Linked DNA regions of Mus musculus: all the other regions are linked to region 2. Evidence: chromatin contacts called from public HiChIP or PLAC-seq and promoter capture Hi-C data. All regions are on one chromosome and are shown on one strand. Each heading gives the region's core, a stretch centred on a gene start, on an enhancer-like site or on the middle of the called end of the contact. The rest is flanking DNA. Distances are from core to core; before and after follow the strand shown. Region 1 holds the start of 4930402F06Rik (RIKEN cDNA 4930402F06 gene). Region 2 holds the start of Ggta1 (glycoprotein galactosyltransferase alpha 1, 3). Region 3 overlaps Gm13446 (predicted gene 13446). Region 4 holds the start of Stom (stomatin).

Evidence for each region. Promoter capture Hi-C pulls out the DNA fragments that hold promoters and counts their contacts. HiChIP or PLAC-seq counts read pairs in DNA pulled down with a chosen protein or histone mark.
Region 1: a promoter capture Hi-C map of embryonic stem cells shows a contact between it and region 2. The contact joins the promoter of 4930402F06Rik here to the promoter of Ggta1 in region 2. A contact is called at or near these places in 6 of 39 promoter capture datasets (3T3-L1-derived adipocytes, the C10 cell line, embryonic stem cells and 3 more), 2 of 15 datasets of contacts at CTCF or cohesin (CD8 T cells and pro-B cells), 5 of 484 Hi-C or Micro-C datasets (CD4 T cells, CD8 T cells, bone marrow-derived dendritic cells and 1 more), 6 of 115 datasets of contacts at active chromatin or transcription factors (CD8 T cells, the HPC-7 cell line, the SCID.adh cell line and 2 more) and 3 of 9 other capture datasets (adipose tissue, liver and pancreatic islet).
Region 3: a contact with region 2 is called in an HNF4G HiChIP or PLAC-seq map of pancreatic cancer cells. The contact joins the enhancer-like site here to the promoter of Ggta1 in region 2. A contact is called at or near these places in 1 of 39 promoter capture datasets (embryonic stem cells), 2 of 484 Hi-C or Micro-C datasets (the N1E-115 cell line and muscle stem cells), 2 of 115 datasets of contacts at active chromatin or transcription factors (extraembryonic endoderm stem cells and pancreatic cancer cells) and 2 of 9 other capture datasets (adipose tissue and liver).
Region 4: an HNF4G HiChIP or PLAC-seq map of pancreatic cancer cells shows a contact between it and region 2. The contact joins the promoter of Stom here to the promoter of Ggta1 in region 2. A contact is called at or near these places in 10 of 39 promoter capture datasets (cranial neural crest, embryonic stem cells, hippocampal neurons and 6 more), 1 of 15 datasets of contacts at CTCF or cohesin (the NIH/3T3 cell line), 2 of 484 Hi-C or Micro-C datasets (embryonic stem cells and natural killer cells), 5 of 115 datasets of contacts at active chromatin or transcription factors (the SCID.adh cell line, bone marrow-derived macrophages, embryonic stem cells and 2 more) and 5 of 9 other capture datasets (adipose tissue, embryonic stem cells, liver and 2 more).

The regions. Positions count from the first base shown.
Region 1 is chr2:35,395,905-35,398,604 of GRCm38.p6, forward strand. 4930402F06Rik (RIKEN cDNA 4930402F06 gene) reads right to left here and starts at 1,270. Exons shown (of 6, transcript NM_001080709.2): 1 at 1,002-1,270.
Region 2 is chr2:35,460,166-35,462,888 of GRCm38.p6, forward strand. Ggta1 (glycoprotein galactosyltransferase alpha 1, 3) reads right to left here and starts at 1,284. Exons shown (of 8, transcript NM_001145821.2): 1 at 1,030-1,284.
Region 3 is chr2:35,548,862-35,551,684 of GRCm38.p6, forward strand. It overlaps Gm13446 (predicted gene 13446), which reads right to left. Exons shown (of 4, transcript NR_045894.1): 4 at 673-1,555. Among named protein-coding and RNA genes, the nearest start is that of Gm13446, 8.4 kb to the right of the region's middle. Within about 2 kb of position 1,445, at least 18 of the 459 cell types and tissues checked have an H3K27ac peak or open chromatin away from gene starts, as enhancers often do. A contact at or near this core is called in muscle stem cells and pancreatic cancer cells, where this site is marked.
Region 4 is chr2:35,335,720-35,338,419 of GRCm38.p6, forward strand. It overlaps Stom (stomatin), which reads right to left and starts at 1,290. Exons shown (of 7, transcript NM_013515.2): 1 at 1,140-1,290. The coding sequence starts at 1,200.

The sequences.
Region 1 (2,700 bases), core at 20-2,519, 64 kb before region 2:
AGAAGTCTAGCTGGGATTGGAGAGATGGCTCGGCAGTTAAGAAACACTAGCTGTTCTTCCAGAGGTCCTGAATTCAATTCCAGCAGCAACAAGATGTCTCACAAACATTTGTAATAAGATCTGATGTTCTCTCTGTCATGTACACACACATGCAAATGCATCACTTATATACATAAATGAATAAATCTTTTTAAAAAATGTTTATCATGTGTATATATCTGGTTTCATAGATAAAGTGGAATGGGCCAGCAAGATGGCTCAGTGAGTGAGGGTGCTTGCTGCTAAGTCTGAGGACCTGAGTTCAGTCACTGAGACCTACATAGTAAAACAACAGAACTGATTCCCTCAAGTTGTCCTATGACCTCTAAAGGGGACCTCCACACAAATAAGATATAACAAATTTAATAAAGCAGAAAATGGAGCAGAAATCAAATTTAACCCAAAATTTCCAAATTCAATTTAGAAGAAAATGATTAATAGAGAAATTTAAGAACTTTAACAAATGCCAAACCAAAACCAAAACAAAACAAAACAGAAACAGAAACAACAACAACAACAACAACAAAAAACCCAAAACCCAAACCAAAAAAGACAACATCAAAATAAAAGCCATGCACAAAAAGCAAATTGTTCTAATGGCAGTCATTTCCAAGGTCCCAAGACTAACAGTCCCACAGGAAAGTTTTAAAACCCCCGATGTCAAGCCTACACCAAGACAACTGAACAGCAGCAATCTTTGGATGGGATCCAGATGTGAATATTCTCAATCCAGGAAATTCCAAGATGCAGCCAATTGTAAATTGTGAATAAATGTTGTGTCCCTTGCCACTAAGAAAGACAAAAACTCCGTTGGGCTGCCTGTGGATTCTGGAGACGGTGTTCCACCACAGGGAGTGTCCGACTGTCTCCTGTCCACCTGATAAATATACAAAGCAGTAAGCTGCCCAAGAAACCCTGGAGGAGGTCGTCAAGTGGTCGCCGCTACTGGGATGCTTTCTTACCCAATGGATGCTGATGACCAGTGTCACCTATAAAGTTGAGTAGCCCAGAGAGGGGTGGGACAGGTTGTTGAAGGCTATAGCTCCCCTTGATAGAGCAGTTGAAGCAAGGGCCACTGAATTCCAGATCACTTCTTGGTGTGTGTTGTGTTGCTACCACCAAAATACCGAAGCTGGGTGCTTTACAAAAAGAAAAAAAAATGTTCCTCCAGCTCCAGATGTCCCAGAATCCATTCAGTTTCTGTTGAAAACCATGTGGCAGTCAGCCAGAGGCACTGTGTGGAGCGGAGCATGGGTTTGAGTGGTGGAGGGGAGCTGCCAGGCTTGCTAACAACCATGTCACAGAAGCCCATCTCCAGAGCGACAGCTCACTCATAGAAAAGCATTAATCCCTAGTCAATGCCTAACACAGCACTATCCACTGGAACCAAACCTCAGTGTGAACTCCACGGGGAGAACCACATCTCAACCATACCACACCTACAAACAGTAGCACCCTTGGCGCACATAAGCAATGTGTCTCTCCTCTAAGTCAGCGTTAAGATTCCCTCCTACTTCCCTTATGCCTTCTTTATTAACTGTGGTATATGTAGGGTTGATTTCTACCTGTTTATTTGATAAACTGCACAGTACACCTACAGCACCACTAAGCTATAGAGCTAGTTCCATTTATATGAAGGATCAATAGCATTTATACAAATGACGCTGCCTTTAATAGCACCAAAAAGAATGTTTTCATCACTCCAGAAACTGGTTCTCTTTGGAACTCCTGCCCCCTGGTGTCCACGAGAGGGAACTGCTTTGTCTTAGCTCTGGTTTCTAGGGAGGAAGTGGAGCTTTAGAGTTTCCCACACAGGCAAACAGATAAATCTGTTAGTGAACTCTGAAAGAGTGTAATTCCAGCCGCTCCAAGATTGCCACGAATGACATTTCTTGAGATGGGGTGAAGTTTGCCACCCTGTGCAAGTGTGAATCACTTAGCAGTGCCCTTGTATCCACCCACTACATGCCAGTAGCACCCACACTCACGATCCAGTTAGGACAAGCAAAAAAAAAAAAAAAAAAAAAAATGCAAATGCAGCCACTGTCATTGCCAAGTGGCTGCGAGGGCTGGAAGGGAGATGTGAGCTGAGAGCCGCTGATGTGCTGCTGTGGGGAGACAAGGAGGCCAGGACTTACTGCCCTGCGAGCAGCACGGAACCCTGTTGGCCATGGCACTGGCATAGAGCCTCAACCTGAACCCAAGCTGAAACCCCGAGGTCGCAGCTTGTGAACCACAGGGAAAAGGTTCTGTCTGCTGGACCACAGATGGAAATGCTAGTAGCAGGGATGTGAGAGAGCTGGTCCCATCTCCAGTCGAGAAGCAGAGAGATGCTGATGCTCTGCCTGCCTTCTCCTTTGTATTCAGTCTGGGACCCCACATTGACTGGTGCCATCCAGTTAGAATGAGCCTTGTTACCTCTGTCCACCCAACCTAGCAACTCCCTTGTAGACAAGCCCGATGTCTGTTACACTGGGAGGGAGTGGGGAGCATGCCTAGGCTGGAAAGATGGCTCAGCTGATAATGTGTCTGCCACGTGAACACTAATCTGATCCCAGAGAACGCCCATAAACTGTCTAGGTGTGAGGGCATGCCACTGGAACTCCAGGGCTGCTGTTGTGAAGACTGCAGACCATGACCTGCAGCTTGGAGTCCAGCCAG
Region 2 (2,723 bases), core at 34-2,533:
TAGAAAGTGAGCAACCAGGTTGTGGTGGCATACGCCTTTAATCCCAGCACTTGGGAGGCAGAGGCAGGGGAATTTCTGAGTTCGAGGCCAGCCTGGTCTGCAGAATGAGTTCCAGGACAGCCAGGGCTACACAGAGAAACCCTGTCTCAAAACAAAACAAAACAAAACAAAACAAAACAAAACCACACACTCCAAACAAACAAACAGGAAGCACACAAGCCTTAGAGGCTGGCTGGAGTGCATTCCAACCTCAGATTCAATCCAAACCCTGAGCACCCATAAACCAGTGACTTGGCTTCTCCCAACTTTGATTTCCTTCTCTATAAATCCAGCCAACAGTGCCAAGCTTATCCTGTTAGGCTGGGGAACCTAAGAGACCCATGTACACTAAAAGTTTCACCAAGACCCAGAAGTGCACAGGGAATAAAACCCATGGTCAGCCCCTGGCTCAGAAGTGTCAGAAACCGGGCAAATGGCTGCTCAGAGTCAGTATGGCCAGTGCAAGGCGGCCTTTCCTGCTCTGTGACTGAGAAAGCTTCCGGTAAAGTTTAGCCACAGGGGGCCATTGACAGTAATCAATTGATCTCCCGCCTTCTGATCTCAGGCATTCCACTGAAAACTGACCCTAATCACAGGGAATGGGGACAGGAGGCCTCCCCAAAACATCCTCTTGGGGCGTTCCTAACACAGAAAGTAGAAATAAAAGAATCGGTTCTATGTAGTAAGATCACAGGAGCAGGAGCCAGGGTCTCCAGGTACCCCTCCTAGGCCATTTGGGGCCTGCGCCAATACTCAAAGTCCCTGGAACCAGGTAATCCCAAGTGAAGTGTTCAGCCCTGCATTTAGTCACCAGACACCTGTTACTTGCAAAAGATAGCTTGGACCCGCACGCGGCTCCCATCAGGAAGAAGCAACTACTCCCAAAAATAACTGTAAGGAAGCACTATCAAAAGGCAGAGACTCCCGTAGTCCTGATGCCCCAATCCCTGGACAACCCGAGCCATGGCGAGCCCCCTCGCCTTTGCCTACCCAGAGCCTGAGAGCGCGAGGTCTTCAGCAGAATCGGTACTTCTCATTCCAAGAAGAGTCTACAAGGGAAGGTGTCAGCCAGCTAAGAAAAGGCAGGGCTAGGGCTCCACCCAGAATCTCCAGCCTCCTAAGACACACCTATCTACCTCCGGGCGAATGAAAGAGGCAGTCAGATCTGTTCTGGGGCCGATAGTGGCCCAGACAAGCAAAACTACAAAAATAAGAGTCCCTGGGGTCCTTCCTGAGGGAGGAGCTAGTGGCGTTGACATCCCCGCCCTCCTAGCCTCTTCCTGGCCCCCGCAGCAAGGAGGACAGCACTCTCTCCAGTCTCTGTTCTCTCTCCTCCGCGCCCCCCCCCCACAACATTATTTCCCGCTTTGCTGTTTCTTGGATGATTTTCAAGAGTTTGTGCAATCGCATATGTATGAAAATGCCATAATGAAACACAGTACTTTGCATGCAAAATAAATATAAAATAATAAAACGTTTGTGTGTGTGTTTTGTTGAGAGGTTCCCCTGCCATCTTCAAACACTTGATGGTGTCTCCTTGCAGTGGGAACGAGGTGGTTTGAAAAGTTGTGACGAGATTACCTCCCATCACCCAACACAGCAAAGTTAGTGCCTGAGACTTTGCCCAGGCTTGATTTTGGCTTGGTCCTTCCTTCACTGTTAGGAGTCTGTCTGTCTCTCAAATTCGAGTGTCTCTCACTTTGCCCCTACCTGCACCCCTTTTCCATCTTGTCCATAAGAAGAGCCAACCCGCCCTGTCCTAACTACAGTAGGAAAAGACACCTCCTGCTTTCTACACTCACTGGTTAGTACCGGTGGTCCCAGGATCTGATCTGCCCTACTCGCCCTGCCCTGCCCTGCCCTGCCCTGTGCTGCCCTGTGCTGCCCTGAATATCAGCTATTCGGATAGCGAGGGAAGGTGGCGGGAGACCCCAGTAAGCAAACAGATGCAGCGACACTGTTCAGGGTGGGACAGAGCCTAGAGTTCAGAAGTGGATACAGAGGAAATGATCGAGTGACCAGGACAAAAGCAAGGACCGAGGTAGGGCTGGGCCGGAATAGCGGCGCTCCCGCTCGCCCACACCTCCTCCCCACTGAAGCCCTCGCGTGGCTTCAGTGTCAGACGCCCGGCGGGACCCACCTGATCCGCAAAAGCAGGCCGGGTGTGTGTTGTCTGCTGCGCTGGAGACGGGACCACGCGGGCGGGCGGGCGGGCGGGCGGCGCCCTGCGCTGTAGGAGACCCGGCCGCTGCTCTGTCCGGGTGTGTCGGGTGGGGTGCGCGCCTCTGGCCCCTGCAGAGCTCGGCGGCCTAGGGCGCAGGCAAGTGGCGTGCGCCGACCCGAGGAGTGGGAGCCTAGAGAGTCCACTCCCACCCCCACCCCCAACACAACGTCCGGCGTGATGCACGTGTGATGCATCGGGTGTCCCTCACTTTACCCCAACCTGCACCTCTTTCCCATCTGTGGGAGGAGTGATGTTTCATCTCCACTCAGGCAGAAAAAAGCCTGAAACCAGCAAAAAAAAAAAAAAAAGAAAAGAAAAAGAAAAAGAAAAGAAATCGCTCACGGCCGCCTGTGTCTTCTGACCTGCCCATGGTGATAGGGGCTGCAGAGGAGGAACTACGGGTGTGTGTGTGGGGGGGGGGGGGTGTTACTGGGTGATGGGGTGGGGAACCGACACCCTA
Region 3 (2,823 bases), core at 195-2,694, 89 kb after region 2:
TTTGGTGTCAAGTAATGGTTTGTATGTTTGTGTGTGTGTGTGTGTGTGTGTGTGTGTGTGTGTGTGTGTGTGTACATGCCTGGGTAAGGGTGCCTTAAAGGCTAGAAGATGATATTGTATACCTTCCTTTTCCATTGAGGCAGTTCTCTCACTGAACCTGGGGCTCACAGGTTCTCAGCTAAGCTGGCGGAAGCCAGCATGTCCCAGCAACCCTCCTACTTCCACTTAGCTCGGCACTGGAGTCACAGGCACCTGTGGGCATCTAGGGATGCCCTCTTTACTAGACGGGTGAAGGGCTGTGTGTCTGCTTCACCACTGGGGTACCAGAGAGCTGCTGGCAAGCAGCTCAGGGGAGACAGAACGCAATCCAAGGATCTCTGACCTGGACAGAAAGAAAGGCTCCAAGGGGCTTTAGACTGGCTGGAATGGCCAAAGTGTTAGAGCTCTCCAAAGGGAAGCTCATGCAGTGTCAGGGTTTCTCCCACTGCCATCATCTCAACGCCAAGGTGGGGAGTGGCTATGACTAACAACAAATGGCAGCTAGTAGCCGCAGCAGCAAGCAGGGGTGAGAGTCCAGCCTGCTGGGCAGATCCGAGGTCCAGCAATGAATGCTTCAGGAGAGAAAACTTCCCCAGAGTCTTACAGCTCAATAAAACAGCCACTCTCAGATGATTCTCAGTGAAATAACTTGTGTACTTTATCCATGTGGATAGGAATAAACATATACATTCCAGGCATAAGGAGGGGTCCAGAGTTAGATGCTTCGTGCTAGCTCAGTCTGGGATGTTAGGCATGCTCTATTTGTGTGGGGAAGGACTTCAGGTGTTGTCCCTATGTGATTGAGGTCCTCTCAATGGGGTGTCATGCTTACCTGTTCCAGGACAGGAAGAGCTTGGCAGGAAGCTGTTTCCAAGCCTGCTATTCTCAATGTTAAGATTCCCTGGGGTTTTAAACCTGCTCAACCTTACTAGTTCTTCTGTCTGCTGGCATGGTCCACTTGTCCCACAGACGGTGCTGGGATCTGCTGCTCGTAATTTCACATCAAATGATCTTAACTTCTGAGCCATCCTGCCCCCAAGAGTTCTGTTTGATTGATCCACAGTCACATCCACTCATTGGGGAGCTGCCCAAAGTTGTTCTCCAGTTACAAATGCAGAACTGAGCAGAGTTACAAAGTCTGAAATATTTACTGCGTGGCCCCTCCAGCATGTAACTTGCCTGCCCTGCAATGGGTCAGCTATGTGGTCTGGCACTCGGAACTTTTTTTTTTTTTCGTGTGTCCAGCCTTCCAAAGGTCCACAGTAAAAGAGCATTTTAAGTCTCTCGCAACGGTGGGCAGACTCCTCACCTGGTAACACTTTGAGAGCCTCTCTCCTATGGCTGGTGATGCCCATGGCTAGTACTCTGGCTGACTCATCCCTGGGTCATTCCTTTGGCATAGTCTTCAGGCAGCATTTGCTGAATCGCACAGACGGCTACTGTTGCTCATCTGGGAAACATAGCAGGCTTCTTGTGGGTTTTCCTGACTGGCTTCGGCGTGACTGTCCAGTACCACCTAGAAGAGAGCAGAGTTTTTGTTCTGGCAGGTAATCTAGCTATGTGTGGGACAGTGTGCCGTGGAGACTGCTAGCTCATGGGATTATGTCCTGGAGGGGGTCTCCAGGGGTTGCTAATCTGGGGACACCTATGACTGTCTTGGATGGTGACCTTGATGCTTGGTGGATGAGAAAAAGGACCTCCACGTTTGCACCATTCCTGTGATGACCTATGTACAGGCTCACTGTCACTGATTATGCCGGGGTTTCCTTTCCAGGACACAAGTCCAGCTGGATCCTGGGATCTCAAGGCAGGCCTCCTGGTTCACTGTGATTTGGGGGATCTTTGAGGACCCCAGACTACCATTTTGAGCCACTTACCCTGGAAAATACTTAAAGCCCCAAACTCTAGTTATTCCTCTCTAGCCAGCTTTTCTGGAAGGACTTGGGACTTTCCACACTGCTCAGTGGCTGAGGGTGTTCACACTGCTCTGTGGCTGAGAGTGTTCACACTGCTCTGGGATTGAGAGTATTCACAGTGCTCTGTGGCTGAGAGTGTTCACACTGTTCTGGGATCGAGAATGTTCACACTGCTCTGGGATTGAGAGTATTCACACTGCTCTGTGGCTGAGAGTGCTCACACTGCTCTGGGATTGAGAGTATTCACACTGCTCTGTGGCCGAGAGCCGGCCCTGGGATCAGCTAGTTGGGAAGGATGGTGACTGGTCCTTCTCAGCAGCACCCCAATGACTGATTTCTTTCTTTGAGAAAATTTTGTTTTGCATGTGTATGTGCGAGTGCACGCATGTATGCATGCTTGTGTGCACAGGCGCACGAAAGCCTCAGGCTGGCTGATGTCACCTGTCTCCCTCGATCAGTCTTTCCACCTTTTCTTAACTTCCTAGTTTCTTACTTAGCACAAACATCTTACTAACCCTGGAGATTTTACCGTGTGGTGAGCCAGCTTGTTCCAAGGATCCTCTGTCTTTGTCCCTGGGTCCTGGGATTATAGGCAAGCTGCCTTGCCTACCTGGTTTTTCACTTAGGTTCTAAGAAGCCGAACTCCTATCCTCATGCTTGCATGACAAGAACCTTACCAGCTGAGACATCTGCCTGCCCAGGACTGGGACGTCTGGGGTCCAAATTGGACTGAACTCTTCCCTCTTCACTCCTGGAGGCAGTGGCTTGCCTCTTCTTTCCTGATCCCTGGTTTTATGGGACAGTGTGGTGGGATTCCCTGAGACTGCTAACTCACAGGCCATGGGAGCCATTGTCCTCTGAAGGAACT
Region 4 (2,700 bases), core at 40-2,539, 120 kb before region 2:
CTCTGGAGCCATCTGAGATCCTCAAGATTCGCCTGAGAAAGAGTTAAAGATGCTTCTGGGCAGGGGGATGGGCGTTAGATGGGAGGCCAGGTTGGCTTTGCAAATAATCCGAATGGATGACAGCTGTCTCCGCAGGATGATGGAAAAGCCCACTCAGCCTCCTAAATCTCTTCCACCGTGTCATTCTCCCTGAAATTCCATCTTTAGAAATAATTCCTTTAGATTAGTAAAGCTCCCAGGAGGATAGCAGGACTCCTGCGAGGTTTATTTTCTCTTACTGGGCATCTCCTGACCCCAAGGAGTTATACAATTTAAAGGCTCAAGGAGGTAGTTCGCTCAAGGGCTCTAATTTTTTTATAGAAGATAGCCTGAGGGCCTGCTAACAGTTCTTGCCTTCAAAACTAGGAAGGCTCCAGAAGAGTGGTGAGCTATTTACCTGGAAGGAGAGATCTCTAAGACAAAAGTGGACACAGTATGGGACAGACAATGGAACTGGAAGGAAAGCCAGGGAGACCTCCTTTCTTCTGCCTATACCGCCTACTGTGTCATAGGTTGAAGCCTAGCCCTTTACTAGGAAATTGATTAGTTTCCCGAAGCTGGGGACGGCAGGAAGAGGGTGGGAGTTCTTCCCTGGTTCAGAGGACTGTGGATCACGTAGGGATTGCTGAAGGCTACTTGTTGGGACTGCTTGCTTCCCCTCCCAGGCGCTGGGGCAGAAAAGAAACAAGAATGAGCAGAGGAGGCTGAAGCTGCAGAAGAGGCGCCTCTACCACTCCTGGCTGCCAGGGTCTGTCCTGGTCTGCGTGCACCGCCCGAGATAAAGAAGCGCTGGTGATAGGCACCTGGCATCTAGGACCCAAAGGATAAGCCAGTTCTTGCCTGCTAGGGTGCCGAGCAATGGATACACGCCCCTGCCGCGCGAGTGCGCCCTCTTGACTGCCATGCAGGCTGCACCCCAGCACCCCCAAATCATCATGTATCAGCCCGAGAACCCAGGAATGAAGAAGACGACGGCTCTGCGAAGCGCACACAGTGCAGTGGAGGCACGCCGGCGGTCTGCGGGGGTTCTCACTGCAGGCGGTGGGTCTCGGGACCCAGAGGGGGGCTTGAAGAGGCTGTGCGGGGGACGAGAGACTCACCTCTGAAGGACTCAGGGATCCGCTGAGACTGGACATGGCTGGACTGCCGTTTGTCAGACATAGTGCTGGAGTCAGAGTCGCTCAAAAACTCGTCAGTTCCCAAAGCCGGAGCTTTACTGAGAGCCGTTAGCAACGAAGGGGCTCAAGCTCTGGTGCAGTCCCGCCCCCAGCTGGCGGCCCGCCCAATAGGTGCCCGGGAATGGAGGAGAAGACACGCCTCTCCCGCCCTCAGAGTGCGTGACCGGAGGGGGCGTGGCCTGAAGGGGGTGTTGGCAGGCAGATACTAGGAGGGTAAGACAGTGAGGCCAGAATGCTTAAGGCCCTGCCAGAGTCTCGCTCCAGCTTCCAGTGGGTTGATCCGAGGAGAAGCTGTGAGAACAGGGCGGGGCTGAGGAGCGGTGCAAGGCATCCTGTGATTCCAGGCATTAGTGAGGGGGAAGGCGTCCTCTTGTAGTGGGGGTCTTGCAGATTGAGGGGCGTGCTGAGGGTGCTGAGTATAGCCTGGTACATCGGGTAGGCAGTGAGAGGAAGGAGTTCGCGTCAATGCTCTTGCCCCAAAGAAGACCAATTTCCAGGCGGTACATTACTTTTTTCAGACAAAATTAACTTACGGAGCGCTTGGCCTCTAGCAGGCGAGGGCCTCCCAGTTGATGCAGTGGGCAGAGGTGGACACAGTGCCAGCCCTCGTGAAGTTTGTATTATACCACAAACAAACAAGCTAAGGGTGTTTCGAAAGCAACAGCACGGAGCCCATTTGATTAATCAAAACCGAAAGGCTTCTTTCTATAAATAAGGATGTGGCCCGTGAAAAATGTCCCCTGAAAGAGCCAACCTTGGAATGGGGGCAGACTTATTCATGAGAGGTGAAAGGTCGGGCCTGGATTCTAAAATTACATTTTACAGTGTCCAGGCTCTGGAGGAAGCACTTGCCAGAACCCTCCCAGTCTCAAGTTGCCTCCCTTGCAGTTTGTAACTGAAAACCTCATGTTTGAAAAATCACTGCTGGTTTTTTTTTTTGTTTGTTTGTTTTTGTTTTTGTTTTTCTCCCTGGACTGTCCCAATGCAAACTGTTCAGGGAAATATTAAGGTACACAAAATAAACTTTTAAAAGGCATTTTATTTTGAATAAACATAGAATCACAGAAAGCTGAAAAGACATTATAGTGGTCACAAGGACCCTCTATTCATGTTACTCCTATAGTTAAATCTGTTTTATGTGCAGTCTCAAAATAGGAAATTGGCCCTGACAGAATAAGTATTCAAATATGCCATTTTATCACATGTATATACATTCTTATAAACACAGTTATAAAGATACAGAGCTAGTTCATCACTGCTGAGAGCTCCCTCTTGGAAACATTCTCTCTCTCTCTCTCTCTCTCTCTCTCTCTCTCTCTCTCTCTGACACACACACACACACACACACAGTATTTGCTGTGTAATTCCAGATGCCTTGTGGTGGTTCCCTCTCATGAAATGCTGTCCCTTGACTTTATAGCTCTGGAACACTGATATTGTCCAGAAGAAAGCAGGAAAGTGACAGTGGGAAGGATCAAGTCGA